2 separate regions of the Mus musculus genome follow, and region 2 is linked to region 1. The links are chromatin contacts, called in public HiChIP or PLAC-seq maps. All regions are on one chromosome and are shown on one strand. The core of a region is the stretch at or near the end of the contact, and the rest is flanking DNA. Distances in the headings are between cores, read along the strand shown. Region 1 has its middle 5.0 kb from the start of Gm24008. Region 2 overlaps Efcab12 (EF-hand calcium binding domain 12).

Evidence for each region. HiChIP or PLAC-seq counts read pairs in DNA pulled down with a chosen protein or histone mark.
Region 2: an HNF4G HiChIP or PLAC-seq map of pancreatic cancer cells shows a contact between it and region 1. The contact joins two enhancer-like sites. A contact is called at or near these places in 2 of 15 datasets of contacts at CTCF or cohesin (the G1E-ER4 cell line and pro-B cells), 6 of 484 Hi-C or Micro-C datasets (the G1E-ER4 cell line, the HL-1 cell line, centrocytes and 2 more), 4 of 115 datasets of contacts at active chromatin or transcription factors (the HPC-7 cell line, embryonic stem cells and pancreatic cancer cells) and 2 of 9 other capture datasets (adipose tissue and liver).

The regions. Positions count from the first base shown.
Region 1 is chr6:115,715,725-115,721,844 of GRCm38.p6, forward strand. No RefSeq gene overlaps it. Among named protein-coding and RNA genes, the nearest start is that of Gm24008, 5.0 kb to the right of the region's middle. Within about 2 kb of position 2,152, at least 261 of the 459 cell types and tissues checked have an H3K27ac peak or open chromatin away from gene starts, as enhancers often do. A contact at or near this core is called in centrocytes and pancreatic cancer cells, where this site is marked.
Region 2 is chr6:115,819,258-115,825,916 of GRCm38.p6, forward strand. It overlaps Efcab12 (EF-hand calcium binding domain 12), which reads right to left. Exons shown (of 9, transcript NM_001110506.1): 2 at 4,000-4,454; 3 at 2,860-3,045; 4 at 788-944. Among named protein-coding and RNA genes, the nearest start is that of Rpl32, 14 kb to the left of the region's middle. Within about 2 kb of position 4,749, at least 116 of the 459 cell types and tissues checked have an H3K27ac peak or open chromatin away from gene starts, as enhancers often do. A contact at or near this core is called in centrocytes and pancreatic cancer cells, where this site is marked.

The DNA.
Region 1 (6,120 bases), core at 902-3,401:
TCCAATTATGTCTGAAGCACAGTTGCTGGATCACAGAAGGACGTCTGGAGATAGGATCGCCTGCAAGTCCAACGGACTTCAAACTTGATTTGATGCTAAGGGTAGCCTTGAACTTCTGCGTCTTGTCTACACCTACCAAGTGCTGGGATTACAGGTACACATCACCACACTGTCTAGGAGAGCCATTCTATGGCTCCTGCTAGTGGCAGCCAGACTGCTTTCTCAGAGTGAGGCCCCAACACAATTGTAAGTTCCTCCCTAACAGCAAGCTCTTATTTAAAGTGGTTTTCTTCACTTGCTAGAGAAATTACTCCCTCCCCAAAGTTTTAACATTAATTTATCTGGTTATTAGAGACAATAAACAGCTTCATACCTTTAAAAAAATAAGCTTTTAAAATAAGAATAAAAATGATGATAGGTTGGGCATACCTTTAATCCCAGCACTCAGGAGACAGAGCAGGCAGGTCTTTGTGAATTCAAGGCCAGCCTGGTCTATACAGTGTGTCCCAAGCCAGTCAGAGCTACAAAGTAAGACGCTGTCTCAAAATATAAAATAAATTAAAATATGGTTTTAAATATTTCTTTTATACATTGGATTGGGGAAGACATTTGCATGTCATCCTGTTTAGTCTCCATGCATCTCCGGTGTTATTTTTTTCCTCTTTCTCTTACAGACTTATTTTGTTGTTAATTACATGTAGATCAGCATGTAGGGAAATGGAGACATGCATGTAGTGGTGATGTGTTTATTAAAAGATAAAGAGGGGGGATATGTTTTATGGCTGTGTGGTGAGGTGTGGGGGAAGGAGCCATCGCAGGGCCCATGCTGAGGCATCCCTTCCTCCTGAGGGACCAGCTATAGCACCATAGTATAGAAAAGAGTTTATTCAGGATATGGGGAAGGGAGTTAGGGTAGTAGAGGTGGAGAAAGGCAGAGAGAGAGGGGAGGGGAGGGGAGAGGAGGAGAGGAGGGGAGTAGAGACTGGCCATGAGGAGGACTGAGCAGGAGCAGGAAGGCAAGAGCAAGAGAGAGCAAGAGAGAAAGGAGGGGGCAAGCAGCCCCCTTTATAGAGTGTCAGACATACCTGGCAATCCAGGTAACTGTGGGGCAGAGCTTAGACAGAATGCTAACAGTGGGCATCCAAAAGATCCCCTCAGAGGCCAGAAATGTGCTTTGGCTCTCTGTAGCTGGCGTTGCAGGCTGCTCTGAACTGTACGGTGTGTGTGCTGAGTACCCTGTGCAGGAGTTTAACTGTGATCCATTTCTCAATTTCTTTCTCCATTTGTTAGCCAGATTTCTGCTTCTTTGACAGTTCTGTAGAGAACCAAATTAAAAAGAGGAAAGCTTCGTTCTGGCTCATGGCTTCAGACATTTGGGTTTGTGGTGAGGACAAACATGGAAGCTGGAGCCAAAGGAGGCCGGTTGCCGAGTGAGTGCAAGAGAGGCAGGAGAGGGCTGGAGCTGGGCGGCAGAGTCCACGGAATCCAAACTTTCCTTCCAGGGTCAGGGGCCCTTGGGAGATCACGGAGGTAAACAAGAGGTCACCTTCTGGGAAAGCAGAAACTTGCGAGAATCTGGAAGGTCTTTCTCCAGCTTTCCAGAAGGAATAAACAGCTGTTGGAACAGACTCTGAGCAGCCCAGCTGCAGAGAGGAGATATCTTGGATCTGTCAGCTGCCTGCATGGTGTACAGAGCGCTTCAGGGTTGCTGCTTTTGTGAGTCGTCACTCTGTTTGGGGCTTTTTGGTGATGCAGCTGTTTTTGAGCCACACCTGGTACTGTAAATAACCCCTCACCCACACTCCTGTTAGCAGACCAATAAAATCTCACTAGTTTAACCAAGTTGGACCTTGGTGTGGATGTTTCTTGGTTCTGTCATGGGGTTGGTTCCCTTTCTGAGAGAACAGATGTGTGTGTGTGTGTGTGTGTGTGTGTGTGTGTGTGTGTGTGTGTGTGTGTGTTTGTCTCCCCAGGAAGTCTATCACACACAAAGACTGGTTCCCTTTCTGAGAGAACAGATGTGTGTGTGTGTGTGTGTGTGTGTGTGTGTTGTGTCTCCCCAGTAAGTCTATCACACACAAAGACTGGTCCAACCAGTCCCTTTGAGGACGTGCACCCAATGATCTCACAGCTATTCAGGTAAGCCCCGCCTCTTAAAGGTCTCAGCACCTCCTGCTAGTGCCACAGGGCCAGCCAAGATCCGGGCAGCAACGCCCCGCACATTCTACCACGGAGCCCCAGCCCAGCCGCTTCACAGTGGATTCTTCCTGTGTTATTACTATTCCACAGGATTTGCCTAATACTTATTTACCCAATACTTATCTGTTAAAATAACAAACCTAAGAATGGTCATTGCAACCCAAATCTTTCTGTTTTTACAACCTGAAGTCTCAGCATGCTCCAGGCAAACTCCCTCCTTCCCATGCCTTAATTGCCTCTTCATTTGAGGGAAACACCAGGGGGTTTGGAGTCCTACGGAAAAGATCAGGGAAGAAAGGCGATCCAGGGCTCAGCACCCCAGCCCTGCCGATCTGACCTCGTGTTCAGGAGTACTCCACTTTCCCACAAAAGGTCAAGGACGCTCAAGACTCAACAGAAGGCTCCAGGTGCCAGGAGCGAGCCTTGCCCCAAGCAGGTGCAGAGCTGAAATCCATCGACTGAATCTTAGAAACTTCCTGCTCAATGTTTTTCTCTGTTGCTAGGAAACCTGGTTTCCTTAGCTGGTCACCGGTTAGCACCCCCTCTTGTGTCCAGAAGAGCAAAGTTCATGGTTTCAAACTTACTCCCTCCACTTCCCTCCACTTCCCTCCTCTCTCTCTCTCTCTCTCTCTCTCTCTCTCTCTCTCTCTCTCTCTCTCTCTCTCTCTCCCTTTTCTCCCTCTGTTTCTTTCCTTCTCTGACTTTCCCTCTCTGTCACACACACACACATGGGCGCGCGTGTACATGTGGATGCAGGCGGCCTCAGAGACCACACATGTTGGATCTTCCTGGAACTGGAGTTGCAGGTCACTGTGAGCAGCTCAATGTAGGTGTGGGGAACAGAACCCGGGTTCCCTGGAAGAGCAACATGCACACTTAATCACTAACTCATCTCTCTACTTAATTTTTATCATGGAATACGTAGAAAAGTATCCAGAAGTCTGGCATGCCTTTAATCCCAGCACTCAGTTTTCAGAGACAAGAGGATTTGAGTCTGAGGACAACCTGTGCTACCTGTAGATTCTGTATCTTAAAAACTAAAGAAATGAGAGGGGCTTGGTGGCCCTTGGGAGGCAGAGGCAGAGGCAGAGGCAGAGGCAGAGGCAGAGGCAGAGGCAGAGGCAGAGGCAGAGGCAGAGGCAGAGGCAGAGGCAGAGGCAGAGGCAGAGGCAGAGGCAGAGGCAGAGGCAGAGGAGGCAGAGGCAGAGGCAGAGGCAGAGGCAGAGGCAGAGGCAGAGACAGGTGGGTCTCTGTCAGTTCAAGGGCAGCAGCCTAGTCTATAAATCGAGTCCAGGACAGCCAGGGCTTTGTTACAGAGAAACCCTGTCTAGAAAAACTAAACTAAACAAACAAACAAAAAACAAAGACAGAGGACTTTGCCACTCCCTTATTCAATCAGACATTGACTGCCCAGGAAATCATACATCTCCCGGATCTGCAGGGCTGTGCCTGCATTCTTTTTGCTTTGTGCTTAATTATCAGAATACATATTTAAAAATGGGAAGTTTGTGTAAATAAAGTCACACATTTCATTCAATCTAATGTTTATGGGCACTGGAGAGAAGGCTCGGCCATTGAGAGTGATTACGGATCTTGCAGAGGCCCAGAGTTCAATCCTCAGCACCCACTGGGTGGTTTGCTCACTACTGCCAGGAACTCCAGTCCCAGGGGATCTGACACCCTCTTCTGACTTCTGAAGGTACCGGGCACTCATGTATACATACTTCCACACAGACACACACATAATTTTAAAAAATTAAAATGATCTATCACACTATGTTTGTGAGGTTCATCAATGCTATTACATGAAAATGTGCTTTCTCATTTTCTTTTAAAATTAATAATTAGTATGTGAATGTATGATGTGGGGATTCAGCTGTCCACGCCACAGCGTAGACATGGAGGTCAGAGGGCTATGCCACGGAATTGTTTCTCTCCTCCCACCGTGTGGTTCCTGGGGATGGAATTCAGTTTTGCTAGGCCTGGGTGCTAAGCTCTCTTACCTGCTAAGTCATCTCGCTGGCACTGCTGTATAATATTTCAGTACATGACTATACAATAATTTCATTCTGCTCAGGGACATTTGGACTACTTTCAGATTGGGGCTGTCTTGCACAGCGCTGCTTCGAGTCTTCTGTCTTCCCTTATGCTCTGTTGCATGAGGCTGTGCTTCTCTCTTGGGTATCGATGTGACAGTGTATCTAGGTATACCTAGACAGTGTATCTCTGGCTGGCTGTACTAGATAATGCCAGAGAGTTTTCCAGAGTGGCTGAACAAATGCCTGGCTGATCCTGCCCAGCACACTGTTCATTCCCACTGCTCCACTCAGCAACATTTTGTATCACCAGATAGTAATTGTCACCTCTCTTGAGGGTGTGTAGCCCATGGTCATTTTAATGATTCCATATAATACAGTATATTAAGTATGTGTCTTCGAGTTTTATTGTTGTGAAGAGACACCATGACCAAGGCAATTGGAGCTGGCTTACAGTTTCAGAGGTTTAGTCCATTATCATCATGGTGGGAAGCATGGCAGGGTTCAGGCAGACCTGGTGCTGGAGGAGCTGGAGAGTTCTGCATCTTGATCTGAAGGCAGCAAAAAGACTGTCTTCCACACTGGGCTGAGCTTGAGCATATATAACCTCAAAACCCCCACCCCCACAGTGACATACTTCCTCCAACAAGGCCACACCTCCTGATAGTGCCACTCACTATGACCGAGCATTCAAATACATGAGTCTATAGGGGCCAAGCCTATTCAAACCCCCACAGCATGCCTTCACACATTTGTCAGTTGTCTGACTTTCATCTGAACTGAAATGTCTATCAAGAGGTGGAAGTTTAGCTCAGTGACAGAGCAATTGCCTAGCAGGTACAAGGACCCGGATTCAGTCATCGGCTCTGAAAAGAAAAGGAAAACTTACGCACAAAAACAAATGAACAAGCAGAAACAAAAAAAATGAATCAAGGAACATTGTTTAAGTTCATAAAAATTAATTTGTCAAGTGTGGTACTCCCATACTCTGGAGGCAGAGACAAGCAGATCTCTGTGAGTTAGAGGCCAGCCTGGTGCTCATGGTGAGACCTAGTCTCAAAAAAGGTGCTTATGCTGGGCGGTGGTGGCGCACACCTTTAACCCTAGCACTTGGGAGGCAGAGGCAGGCAGATTTCTGAATTCGAGACCAGCCTGGTCTACAGAGTGAGTTCCAGGACATCCAGGGCTACACAGAGAAACCCTGTCTCAACAAAACAAAACAAAACAAAACAAAACAAAAGGTGCTTATTAATTTTTGTTGTTCTTCTTCGTGGGGTTTTTGTTTCTTTGGTGTTTGGTTGGTTTGGTTTACACATGTGTGCTTCTGTGGAGGTGTCTGTGTGTGCTGTATGTACAGGCTAGAGGCAGGGCATCCTCCTTTCTTGCTTTCTACATTTTCAGTTTGTCTCTGACAGGGTCTCTTGATATAGCCCTAGAACTCACAAAGATCTGCCTGCCCCTGACTTCCCAGAAATCACAGGCCCACACTGCCATGACAGCTTTATTTAGTTTAAAATTTTTTATTTGCTGTGTGTCTTAGGGTTTCTAACTGTATGACAGAACACCTTGATCAAAAACACCTCCCTGGAAATGGCTTATTCAGCTTACACTTCCATATCACTGCTCATCATTGAAGTAAGTCATGACAGGAACTCAAACTGGGCAGGAACCTGGAGGCAGGAGCTGTTGCAGAAGCCATGGATGAGTGCTGCTTACTGGGTTGCTCCTCATGGTTTACTCAGTCTGCTTTCTTATAGGACCCAGAATGGCCACTTCAGGAATAGCACCACCCACAGTGGGCTGGAACCTCTAATTAAGAAAATGTCCTACAGCTGGATCTTATGGAGGCATTTTCTCAACTGAGGTTCCCTCCTTTCAGATAACT
Region 2 (6,659 bases), core at 3,499-5,998, 110 kb after region 1:
CCCAGCACTCCAGAGACAGAGGCAGGTGGAACTCTGAGAGTTTGAGGCAGTGAGTTCCAGGACAGCAAGAGCTATGTAGAGAGGCCCTGTCTCAAACAATCAAAACAAAGATCCAGGTTTGTGCAGTAAATCCGCAGCCCACATATTAGAGCATCCTTTCTAGTTTGCCTCTTCTTGCTGCGTTTGGACAGATGTAGCCCAAGCACATGAGGGCAAATATAATGTGGGCTGTGTATAACCTACACAGCTGTTCACAGCATGCCTTATAATATCCATGATGACAGGAAGCCCAAAGCAGCTAACACCAAACATGTTCAGTTTCTGAGCAAGAGATTTCAGTTAGCCTTCCACCCGCCTCTCTCTGATAAACTCTTCTGTATCCCACACTGACCTCAAACTCTCTACACAGCCAAGGATGTCCCACCTCCATCCCGACTGCTAGAATTGTAGATGTGCAACACGAAGCTTAGTTTATGCTGTGCTGGGAATAGACTTCCAACATGCTAGACAAACACTCTGCCAACTTCTCTACATGCCCAGCCCTCCATTTTGTTTTAAAGCAATAGTTTATGACCCTCTAAGAACAGGGGCTGGACTTCATCTTTGAATAGACAAAAGGGCAGCTGGGCCTTTGAGAAAATATCCATCTCCTCATTAGTCTCTGTGTCTGGAAACTCCAGAGCTTGGCAAACCTATAGCAAGTCAGAGAAGGAGGAGCCACTAGAGGATGTAGTGCTGGAGAAAGCCAGGCTGGTTCCCAGGGCGGGGTTTGGGGTGGGGCACGCACACTCCTTGGCACTAGGTATGGTGCTTTTCTGCTGGGCCAGTGACCACTGCTTGTAGGTACTGGCCAGGGCTTCTGTGGTGATGGTGTTCTGCTTGCCAAGAGAGCCGAGGTAGATGATGATGTCCTCCAGCTCTTGGTTCTTCAGAGGAACTCCTACCTGAGGAGGCACAAGAAGTTACTGAGGCCCACCTCCTCCTCACCAGCAGGCTGGGCTCCACTCTTGAACTCCCTGCTACGTAGTGCAGAGCCCTTGTCAGGCCCCTGATGCATTCTGGAATTTATCACACCTGGCTTTTGCACAGGCAGCTCCCTCTTTCTGCCTGAAAAACTCCTATCCCTCTTTAAAAACTCAGGCCAGATAAGCCTCTATCTTTACAGTCTCTTTCAGTTGATTAACATTCCAGTCAGGAAGAAAGTCGTACATCCATCATTATACACGAGGAACAAGTATGCCCTCCTTGACTAAAGTATTAGAAATCCATACTTTTTTATTTTAAGGATATGTTGGCTATTCTTGGTTGTCAACCTGACTACATCTGGAATTAACTAAACCCCAAGTAGCTGGGTATACTCGCCGGAAATCGACGTGAAGGACTGGATGGCGGAAGCCTTTGCTCTTTCTCTGCCTGCCCTCACTCTCACTGGCAAATCATCCCTTCACTGGCATTAAAGGCTACTTCTCCTTTGGGATTTCAACATATACTGAAGACCAGCTGAGACATCTAGACCGAACAACTACTGGATTGTTGGACCTTCCATCTGGATACAACCACTGTTGGACTAGTTGGACCATAACCTGTAAGCTGCCCTAATAAATACTGAACATACATACATACATACATACATACACACACACACACACACACACACATACATACATACATACAATACATACATACTTTTTAAATCAGTTCTGTTTCTCTAGAGAACGCTGACTAATACAAAGGACAATAGACATCTTTGGAGGTATGCTGTACTTACCCAGAAACAGTGAATGTTCATAAAGAAAAGTGTGAAAGGAAACAAACATTGAATGTTCATAAAGACAAGTTTGAAAGGAAACGTGATTATGAATATAGTCGTCTCTCCATTCTCTTTAGACAACAGTCACTGCTTACTTAGCTGTCCTTGGATCAGCTCGGAACTGCCCTGGTGCGAAAGAACTTCATAGTTAAGCATTTTAAAAAAGATTTATTTTTATTTTATGTGTATGAGTGTCTTGACTGTATGTCTGTAAGTGAACCACAAACATGCCTAGTATCCACAGAGTTTCAAAGAAGGTGACAGCTACCATGGAACTGGCGTACAGGGGATTGTGCGCTGTCATTGGGTGCTGTGAACTTCGGTCCTTTGCAAGAACAGTAAGTGCTCTTAACTGCTAAGCCACCTCTCCTGGCCCAGGATTTAATATTTAAACTTTTGTTTTGTTTGTTTTATTAGTTGAAGACATTAACTTTTAAAAAAGGTTTTGAGGGTTGGGGACTTAGCTCAGTGGTAGAGCAGTTGCCTAGCAAGCACAAGGCCCTGGGTTCAGTCCTCAGCTCTGAAAAAAAAATGTTTTGGATGTTCACATAATTGTATTTCATAAAAATGTTTGGAAATTGATTAGTTGAAAGTATAAGTCTGGATATATATAGTTCAGTAGTAAAGAGCTTGCTGGTGTATGAAGCCCCTGCTGGAGAGACAGCTATGGGCGAGAGGGCTGGGACAGCAGTTAAGAATGTATGCAGCTTATCTTGGGTGTGTATATGAATGTTCTGCCCTCATGTGTATCTATGCAGCATGTGCGTGCAGGGCACTTGGAAGCCAGAATAGGACGTTAGATCCTTTGCGGATGGAGTTAGAGGTGATTGGTAGTGGCCGTGTGGGTCCTCTGTGAGAGCAGCCAGGCTCATAACCCCTGAGCCATCTCTCCAGGTCAGCCTGGTTGTTTTAAGGCTGTGAACTGACAGTGGGTTGTGCCATGTTTCCTAGTGTGGTTCTGCAAATAGGAGGCTGCCCCTCAGGAGTGCAGAGCCTGGGGAAGGGAGGGAGGACCATACACCAAGCCCCGTTGGGAAGCTCATACTTACCGCCTTCAGAGCCATGAGAAATTCCTCCCTGGAGATGCGCTGGTTCTCGCCCCGCTCCCCCTTGCTAAATATCTCTAGGATCTTGATCTTTCGACTACGAAGGTAGGCGTACATGTCAGACAGGACAGGGGGCTTAGGCAGCCGCAGCTGTGGTGCAATTAGGCGGACATGTCTGAGAGCTCTGTCCTAGAAGAGGCAAGAGTGGGGCAGATGAGGAGGACTGCTTAGATGTGCATATCCCTACCCCTCTTGTTAAAGTTCAATCTCACTTTGAAGCCCAAAGATGGTCTGGAGGTCAGGATCCACTGCATATATTTGCCCTGTTCTCAATGTGGCCATACTGAATAAATCTCATTTTTACCCCCTGTTCTTACTAGGGTACTTTCATTGGCTTATTGAGGATGGGGGGCTGACCTTCAATTCTTAGTGTACAAACCATGGTTCCAAGTTAGGCAATGACATCACAGGTGGCCTTCCTCCTCTCCCTAACCCGATAGCCTTGATCTTCAAATCAGCCCACAAGCACTGGTTTATCACCTGCCCACGCCAGCAGACAGGTGTCCATCATCAAGACAGACTGCTAGTGTGCCCCAGCCGGGGTGCTTTGAAATCACATCCACGTGGTCCTTGACTTTCCCCCTGCCAAGATGGACTCTTTCTATTCCCATGGTGCGGCCAGTACTCAGCGGCTCATCCTGTTACGACGCAGTAACAAGACCAGAGCCGAGGGTGTAACCAGCACTGGCTCCCCTCCTCTCCATACTGGAAGGCTTCCTTTGTGGGCAGCAAGCCTTCTTATTGTAGGCACTGAAGCCATTTGAACAAGCTTGGGAGGCAGAGGCTGTCCTCTGTATTGCACTGCAGTCTCTTAATATGGATGGAGACAAAGCCTTTTAGTTAGATTCCAGAATCACAGACACAGCTGTATAGAATGATAGTCATTTGATTCTTTTCTTTTTAAAGTCACTCTGGAGTATTTGTTATGCAGCAATAGATCACTCATACACTTTCCTTTGGGGACTCGGTTTTGCTCCTCTGTAAAATGGGGGTAAACCACTTTGTCATGTCTAATCCAAGGAAACAAAATGACAACAACTACCCTGACGCCTTCAGCACCTTCTGGCCATTAGGACTTCTCACCTTGGCTCTCCTGATTGAAATCAAGGTATGTTTTGGGGTTTTCTGCTCCTGGCGAATCATGGACAGAACCCTGAACTCTGATGATGTGATGTTGGGCTTATTGTCCAGCCATGTCTTGACATCACCGAATGTCTCCAGCTGCCTCCGAAGCTTTGCCCTCTGATTCAGCCAGACCTTCTTGTCCACTGGTAGCTCCTGGGTGTCGCTAGTATCCAGAACTCTGAAGCTAGGCATGAGTGGGAGGGGAGCTTCAGGCGGAACTGTGGGCCGGGCTGGCACTTGGTCCTTTGTGCCAGGCACAATGATGATCCTCCGGCGGCTCTTTGGCAGGCGGAAGTCTTTCTGCTTCAACTGCCTGAAGCAATGGGCAGTGACTAGCTCAGGTTTGAAGACAGGAACCTTGCTGGTGGTTTCATCGAGGTCATCTTCTATGGAGGTGAAAGAGTGGTGGGACCCTTGGGAGAAGAAGGTTACAGGGTGACTTCCTTTTTGGAAGAGCACTAAGAAGAAATGAGGGAAGGGGCTGTTGTAGGAACTAGTTGTGTATCAGGGTGCCTGGTCCCTGGCCTGGCTGCATCACTGCATCACAATGGTAAGGAAAACGGTGTTAGCTAACATCACCTGCACACACCAACAGAAGACATGAAGCCAAGGGCTTTTCTACAGTCTGATTCCTATTACACTCTGCATGTGCTCCAAAGAATCTACCTCATTCTGTCTGACCATCCTAGGTATCACAGCACCCTCTGGTGGGGGCAAAGGCTCTGAGCCAGAGAGCTTGGGTCTAAGTGCTGGTCTGCTGTTGTAGGAAGTATTCAATCTCCAGCAGGGGCTTCTACCCTGTCTTTGATTATCCTGTTCCCAGATAAAAGAAACACAAGCTTTATATTTATAATGCCTCAATCATCACTAGAACCGGGTAGATATCCCCTCAATGCTATTAGAATCTATGTTCCCTTCAGTAAACCAAGTCATAATTTGCCATGTTCCATCTGGGTAGCTCTTAACTCCAATTGGCTAGCCCTCATGTGTAGTCTCCCCTCCCCCAGCCTGAAACCTGCTTGCTCGGGGTGGAGCTTCCTGCTCATTCGTTCTGCCACGCCCACTGCTGGAACCTGAGGAGCCACACACGTGCACCTTTCTACTGGACCCGAGATTATTCGGCGGGAATCGGGTCCCCTCCCCCTTCCTTCATAACTAGTGTCGCAACAATAAAATTTGAGCCTTGATCAGAGTAACTGTCTTGGCTACATTCTTTTCTCTCGCCACCTAGCCCCTCTTCTCTTCCAGGTTTCCAAAATGCCTTTCCAGGCTAGAACCCAGGTTGTGGTCTGCTGGCCGGACACAACAATTGGCGAACCAACGCGGGACTGAGAAACGGCAAAGGATTTTTGGAAGAGACGCTGCTGGTTCGGAGCTCCATAAAATAAAGGATAAGGGAAATTCATACCGGAGAAGGTATGGGCTAAGCTGAGACAGCGTTAAACCCGAGCGCTGGTTCACTTAGGTTCAGCAGTGAGGAGCTGGGTAATAGGCGGTAGGCCGTAGCTCTCCGAAGCTACATGAGGTGTGAGAAAAGAAAGGGTTTATTAAAAGGAATAGGCGGATTGCCCCAGTTAATAAAAAATGCATCATAAGGGAGGAAAGTGTCCCCAAAAGCAGAGAGAAATTTCTCTCTGGGCCTTATAGCAAGAGTACTCTGTTCCCTTTTGTGTCTTGTCTAATGTCCGGTGCACCAATCTGTTCTCGTGTTCAATTCATGTATGTTCGTGTCCAGTCTGTATGAATGAATGTTCTATGTTTTGTGTTGGATAATAAAGATGGTATAAAAAACTTTATCTGCAAAGCCGAGAGCCACGTGTTTCAGCCAGGAATCAGACACGTGGCGAGAGGGCCCCTGCTGGAAAAACTGTTCGTTTTAGGAAATAAGGGCGAGTGCACAGCCTCTAAGTTTCAGAGTAAAAAAGCTAGTAAATGGTTCATGATTAATGTGTTTGACAATGGTAAAGTGTTTTTTATTTTTATGGTTGTAGCTACAAAAATTATTATTCTCTGATTGGTCTAAATGTAACTGCTTCATTTGGTTCTTTTTTATTGATAATGTGCTCTGAGTGTTTTCACAATCAGCTCATAAGTTGTTGGTTAAGATTAATAATTGTTACATTGCTACAGATGGTTAGTGTTAAATTTAATAACTCAAGTTTAGAGTCCTTCCGACACATGGCATAAGGCAGCCCAAGAGGCTGGGTCTCTAAAGATATTTCTAGTTTAGGTAATAATTAATGTGGTTCGTATCCTAAATAGTAAAATTTAAAATAAGATTTAAAGCAATGTCTCTTTATTAAAGCATTAAAGCTTGCTTTAATAGGTATTCATAGGTATTAATTGACATCCAAACTTCGTAATATGATAGTAATGCTTCTAATATTGATTTTAAAGATAATAAATTGTTTTAAACTTGGGTTTTGCTTTCCCAAGGTTACAGGTATTATCCTAACCTTGCACAAAAAACTTAAAAATTATGGTTAAAACTGCTATTGTTCCATTGACTGCAGCTTGCAGTTTGACTTCAAATTTAAGATCTTTAATTCACCTGTATACTGTAATTAAGATAATTACAAGAGTAATCATCTTATGAGAGCGCTCATACAGCTCACTTC